2 separate regions of the Sus scrofa genome follow, and region 2 is linked to region 1. Evidence: chromatin contacts called from public HiChIP or PLAC-seq data. All regions are on one chromosome and are shown on one strand. The core of a region is the stretch at or near the end of the contact, and the rest is flanking DNA. Distances in the headings are between cores, read along the strand shown. Region 1 overlaps PRKRIP1 (PRKR-interacting protein 1). Region 2 holds the start of LRWD1 (leucine-rich repeat and WD repeat-containing protein 1).

The links. HiChIP or PLAC-seq counts read pairs in DNA pulled down with a chosen protein or histone mark.
Region 2: a contact with region 1 is called in an H3K27ac HiChIP or PLAC-seq map of alveolar macrophages. The contact joins the promoter of LRWD1 here to the enhancer-like site in region 1. A contact is called at or near these places in 1 of 5 promoter capture datasets (liver), 17 of 47 Hi-C or Micro-C datasets (alveolar macrophages, blood, brain and 9 more) and 2 of 2 datasets of contacts at active chromatin or transcription factors (alveolar macrophages and skeletal muscle).

Annotation. Positions count from the first base shown.
Region 1 is chr3:9,753,541-9,756,285 of Sscrofa11.1, reverse strand. PRKRIP1 (PRKR-interacting protein 1) reads right to left here. Exons shown (of 7, transcript XR_002342313.1): 6 at 1,300-2,745; 7 at 1-482. Among named protein-coding and RNA genes, the nearest start is that of ORAI2, 28 kb to the left of the region's middle. Within about 2 kb of position 1,370, at least 10 of the 83 cell types and tissues checked have an H3K27ac peak or open chromatin away from gene starts, as enhancers often do. A contact at or near this core is called in alveolar macrophages, liver, retroperitoneal adipose tissue and 1 more, where this site is marked.
Region 2 is chr3:9,804,876-9,807,620 of Sscrofa11.1, reverse strand. LRWD1 (leucine-rich repeat and WD repeat-containing protein 1) reads right to left here and starts at 1,370. Exons shown (of 15, transcript XM_021086276.1): 1 at 1,135-1,370; 2 at 422-656; 3 at 199-315. The coding sequence starts at 1,214. ALKBH4 (alpha-ketoglutarate-dependent dioxygenase alkB homolog 4) reads left to right here and starts at 1,391. Exons shown (of 3, transcript XM_003480995.4): 1 at 1,391-1,554. The coding sequence starts at 1,432.

The DNA of each region.
Region 1 (2,745 bases), core at 121-2,620:
TACATTACCGAGAACCTGAACTGTCTAAACTGTATTGGACTCAAGGACACCCCCAGCCATTCTCAAAGCAATGGTAGCAGCCGCAAACCTGACGGTCTCAAGGTGTCCTCTTATAGCTATGAAACCTTGCTCTGTAGAAAAAATAACCAACGAGACAGCTCCAGCAGTAGCCTCCCAGAAGGCACTAGCTTCTTCCGTCAGAATGGTACTGGTTAATAAAATTGCTTTAAATTAAATTATATTTTGACAACCACCACCACAGGACGGGTAGGGGCCGGCAGCTCCTGTTAGGTATACATCAATGCCTCTGGAGAACCGGAAGCTCAGAACTGAAGGGGCTGCGTGGCTGCGGAGTGTACAGACCGAGAGGACCCACTCCAAACCTTACGTTCCTGGTTGGCATCTGGCATGGGAAGAGGGTGCATTTTGATCATTATCTTCACTGTAATCTGTCTACTAATTTTCAAATGTTTGTCCAGGTGCTGTGACAAAGCAAAGAGAAAGGTAGTTTTCATATTACAAAGCAACTCGAGAATTCTTTCAAGTGAACGTCGGTGGCTCCTCGAATCCTGAACAAGCGACCTTGCCCTCAGTCAGCAGGAAGTAGCCCGAGCAGTCCCTTGCCCGTTCCCCTCAGGACTGTGGCGTATTAAAGAGGGGACTGAAAGCGAGCAGGATCCTACAGGCCTTCCTAGAGGCAGACACCGCCACCTCCACCAAGTCCCCTGTTTGTAGAAAACCTCTGGCCGTAAAACCAAGTCAAGGACCTTTAGTTCCTCCTCAAGGGCTGTAGATCATATCAGCAAAACAATTCAAGGGTGGGGCTATTGCACGTGGACCACCAGCACAGAGATCCCAGACTGGCTGGAACCCGAAGGCCGACGGCTGAGCTTCCTGAACCAGTACCCAGTTACTCACCATCCACCAGTCGGAAGTGCAGCTGAGCTGATCACCACCCTGTGACCCTCGCCCTCCCCGTCTTTAAAAGCCTTTCCCTGAAAGCCAGCAGGGAGTGTGGGTCTTTTGAGCACCAGCTGCCCCTTCTCCAGGCCTGACCCCCTGCAATAAACTGTACGTTAGGTCACCGCAGTCACCTGGCTCTGTTGGGCATGCTGGGCAAGCAGATGCAAGCTTCTGCTTGATCACAGAGAGAGTCCATCCATCTAAGGTACTGCTCACCCCTTAACCCAAACTGCGGGAGGATAGTCGCTCCTTGAACACCCCCCTCAGACATGGAGTAAAGGTGAAAACACAAACATCCAGTCTGGCACCCTCCCATTTGTCTAGCCGTTCACCCACCTGTCCAGCATCCACATGCTGTGGTGTCTCGTCCAGATCTTGGCACAGGGCCGAGGCAGGAAGTGACTTGCCCAGAGTTCCCCGTCTCATCGGAGGCAGTGTCGGAACTGAAACCCAGAGCTACAGCCTCCAGCGGGAGGGAATGCCCCCAGGATCCGGGCTGCAGACTCAAAGCAGGACTTAGGACACACTTTGGGGGAATCCAACGGTTCAAAGACAGGAGCACACAAAGCTGGCCCGCCAGTCCCTGAGGAAAGAGAAACACGGCTTCTAAAAGGTAGAGCCAGGGCATGCGCTAATTTATGAGGAATGACTTTCCATTTCGGCTTCCTAGGAAAGAAAAATTCCTGTTGACTTGAGCTGCGGAAACCCAGACGTTATCACAGATGTCACATGGCTCAGGGTGGGGTCCGGGAAATCAAGAAAAGATGTATCTTTCAGTTTCCCTTCACTCAAAACCACTATTTCCTTAATTCTCTGTAACTCCATAAAAGGCACAAAATAGCCTTAGAAACTTGGGAGATAGCAAAAAAAAAAAAAAAAAAAAAAGAGCAAAGGCTCTACTTAGAAACCGTCTATTCCTCCTGCTGGCTGAAAGGCTGTCCACATAAGCTCCCGATTTCTGCTGCGCTCCCCTCTTACCTCGGGATGAAGATGCAGCTGGTGGCCGCTGCATCCGCCTCCCCTGCAGTGCAGCTAGGATCCCCCAGGCCACCCGCTCCGCTCTGGTCCGGCCCTGCCGGGCCTCTCTACCTGCTGCTTTCCGTGTCTCCAGAGGTTTCCCCAAGCTCTTTGCACACATCCAGGTCCTCCGTTCTGCTGAGGCCCTGGTTAAGTCCCACGTCTCCCGCTGCAGGGCACCCTCGGCTGAAGGAAAGGGCGGTCACGCACCCTGCAGTGTGCGTTGGCACCAGGGCCTAGGCCATCTCCTTCACCAAGTCTGAGAAACAGGCCCTCCTTTGTCATCCCCCAGCCTTCTCTACTGCTTCTGTCATCAGCATTTCACAGGTCTCAACAAAACCTGAAGTTTTTCTGTTTTTTACTAAAACATTCCTTTCACAGAAACCAGCCCCAAACTCATCACTGTTCAGTTACATGAGAACAGGCACTGGAAGAACAGGCAAGACAGCTTCCCCTTTAGCGGAAACGTCTGTGACCCCGGCCGGGCCCTTGGCAGTGTCAGGAGACAGTCCTCTCTCCCACGGGCCGGGCCGAGTCCTGCCGAGTCCTGCGGACAGGGGACGACGAGCCCTGGGGGTGGGGGCCTACTTGCTTCTGCAAGCACGGCTTTGGGAGGGAAAGTGAGCTGCAAACAGAGGCTCCCTTCCCCTCGGGGCCCGTGGAGGATGATTTTCTGAGGTCCTGGTCACAGGCCTCAACAGCTGCTGCAGACAACATCCTCATCGCCCCATGATGAAGCTGGGCTCGGCCGCTGCCGCCTCCTCC
Region 2 (2,745 bases), core at 121-2,620, 51 kb before region 1:
CCAGCCCCCACTGCTGGGACTGTACATGTGGGGAGCAGACCTCCACAGACAAGACGCCAAGCACCACTGTCAGGCTCAGGACCGCTCAGCTGCCCCCCATACCCCACCCTCAGTGTCCTCCAAACATTCACTTCCATCACTGGCTCCTCAAGGCCCCCAACGACTCCCAAGCACCAGAGACACCTTCCCGCCCCTTACCCTGCTGGTCAGCTCCCGGTTCAGGTTCTCCACCTGAGAGCAAGTGGAGGAAGCATCCTTGCCATTGACCTTGCGGAGCTTGGGCAGGAGGAAGGAGACTTTCAGGTTGTCACTGACCTGGGGGGTGAGGGAAGAGGAGCTTGTGGTTGCCTCAGCCTGTGGCTGAGCCCAAGCCCATAGAGTGCTGGCCCTGGGCATGGAGCCGCCGGGGGCCCACACTTACTGTCAGGAAAGGATTGCCCTCCAGGCTGAGCTCCTCGAGCTGTGGGAACTGGCACAGGGCAGTGACGTCGCCCAGCTGGTTGTTGGCGCAGCGGAGGATGCGCAGGTGGGACAGGCCCAGGTTGGCGGGCAGTGTCTCCAGCTGGTTGTTGGAGAGGTCCAGCTCTTGCAGCTGCTTCAGGCGGCTCAGGAGCTTGGGGTCCAGATGCTCTGAGAGCAGTTTCAGCCCTGACAGGCTGGGGGGAAGGGCAGAGAGGACGGGCTTAGGGGGTGTGCGGGCCTCCCACCTGCACCCATGGCAACCCAGGCACTTCACAAGGCTTTTCTGCCTGACATTTTCCCGCGTTTTCCCAACATCCCCCCACCTTTAGCTTAGAACTTCTTTAGAACCTGGAGCAGCTGGCCCCCTCCAGGATTCTTTTCCTGATCCTCTGGGGGCGGGGAGGGGGGAGGTGTCTCTGCTTTCCAGGTCCTCTGTAGTTATCTCAACAGGTTGCTCCCTATTCCTTATGCAAGATTTTCTCCCCAGCAGCCCAGGCCCACCAGACCCGTCTCATAGCGAGAAGACGGCGTTTGGGCCGAATGATTAAAGACTCTGTGGAACCGACAGGGTGATAACGAGGCCGGACAGGGAGAGAGGAAAGATCCCAGGTTTTCTTCCCAATCGCCCGGCGACCCAGGCCCGGCGGTAGGCTGTGTAGCCCCAGCCCTTACTCTAGGCTCCGGATCTTCCCCAGCCGGTCGCTCTTGGGTCTCCCCCGCTGGATGAGCAGACGCACCGAAAGGGGGCCCATGGCGGGGAGGCGCGGCTCGCGGTGGCCCGAACGGCGGCACGGGACTCCGGTGCTGGCGCCAGCGGTTTGCCGAGTCCAGGAGGTGGCGCCGCGCGAATCCGTCGCCGGCGACGACCGGAAGGAAGCGGCCCCGCGGGCCTCATGTCCCGCCCGCGGACTACAACTCCCGGCGGCCCCCGCGGCCCTGCGCCTGCGCTCTGGCTGCCAGGACGCGGCGATGGCGGCTGCGGCGGTGGCGGCCCCCGAGGTCCTTCGGGAATGCGGCTGCAAGGGCATCCGGACCTGTCTGATCTGCGAGCGGCAACGCGGAGGTGACCCGCCCTGGCAGCACTCCCCGCAGGTGAGGGCTGGGAGAGAAGGGCCGCGCCCACAACTCCATTCTTCATCCGGGAATCAGACCGGTCAGCGGTCCTACCGAGGGGGGCGTAGCGGGGTGAGGAGATGACGGCTTTGAGGAGTGAGCTGGGAGTGGCGAAGGGCCTGGGACGTGGGTAAGGTTCGACAGCAGCTCACCCCGAACTTGTGTGGAGTCTGACAGCAAACATAGCGCCCCCGTGTCTGGGGCGGGAAGCTTTAGGGTCCGGTGACGAGACCCACGAAGAGAGTAGATGGGGCCGAAAACCGGGGCAGAGGGCCTCGGATGGAAGTGGGCAAGGAGGAAATTCATTCCAATGAACTCATAAAAAAAGGGACCCTGGGCCACGGAGGGCGGCAGGGGCGTTCCAGCTGGGGAACTGCTTGGGCCGAGGCCTGGGGAAGGTGGGTGATGCTTCAGGTGAGGGAGGCCGGTGGGCCTGACCACAGAAGGCAGGCTGGACTTGCCCTGAGGGCCATGGCGAGCTCTTGAGGGTTTTAAAGGGAGTTACATGTGAATTTTAGAGAGGTCCCGGGAAGGGGAGGAATGGATGGGAAGGAAAGGAGACTGGGAAGCCAGTGAAGCAACTGCCACAGGCTTGAAAAAGCTTGAAAGTTCCTGTGGAAAATAGTGGCAGTTCCTCAGAAAAATTAAAGTAGAGCTGCCATATGACCCAGCAGTCCCCCTTCTGGGTATGTCCCAAAAGAATTGAAAGCAGAGTCTTGAAGAGCTACATAGCAGTTACAGTAGCTGAAAGGTGGAAGCAACCCAGGTATCCAGGGACAGATGAAAGGATGAATAAAACGTGGTCCATCCATGCCATGGAATATCATTCAGCCTTGAAAAGGACAGAAGGGAATCCAGGCACTTGCTACAACAAAGACGAACCCTGAGAACATTAGGCAAAGTGAAATAAGCCAGTCACAAAAAGGCAAATACTGCATGTTTCCACTTACATGAAGTCCCTAGGGTAGTCACATTCACCCAGACAGAAAGTAGAATGATGGGAGTTCCCATTGTGGCTTAGCAGATTAAGAACCCGACCAGTATCCATGAGGATTGTGGGTTTGATTCCTGGCCTCACTCAGTAGGTTAAGAATCTGGAGTTGCCACGAGGCGCAGCTTAGGTCACATATGCGGCTTGGATCCAGTGTTGCTGTGTGGCTGTGGTGTAGT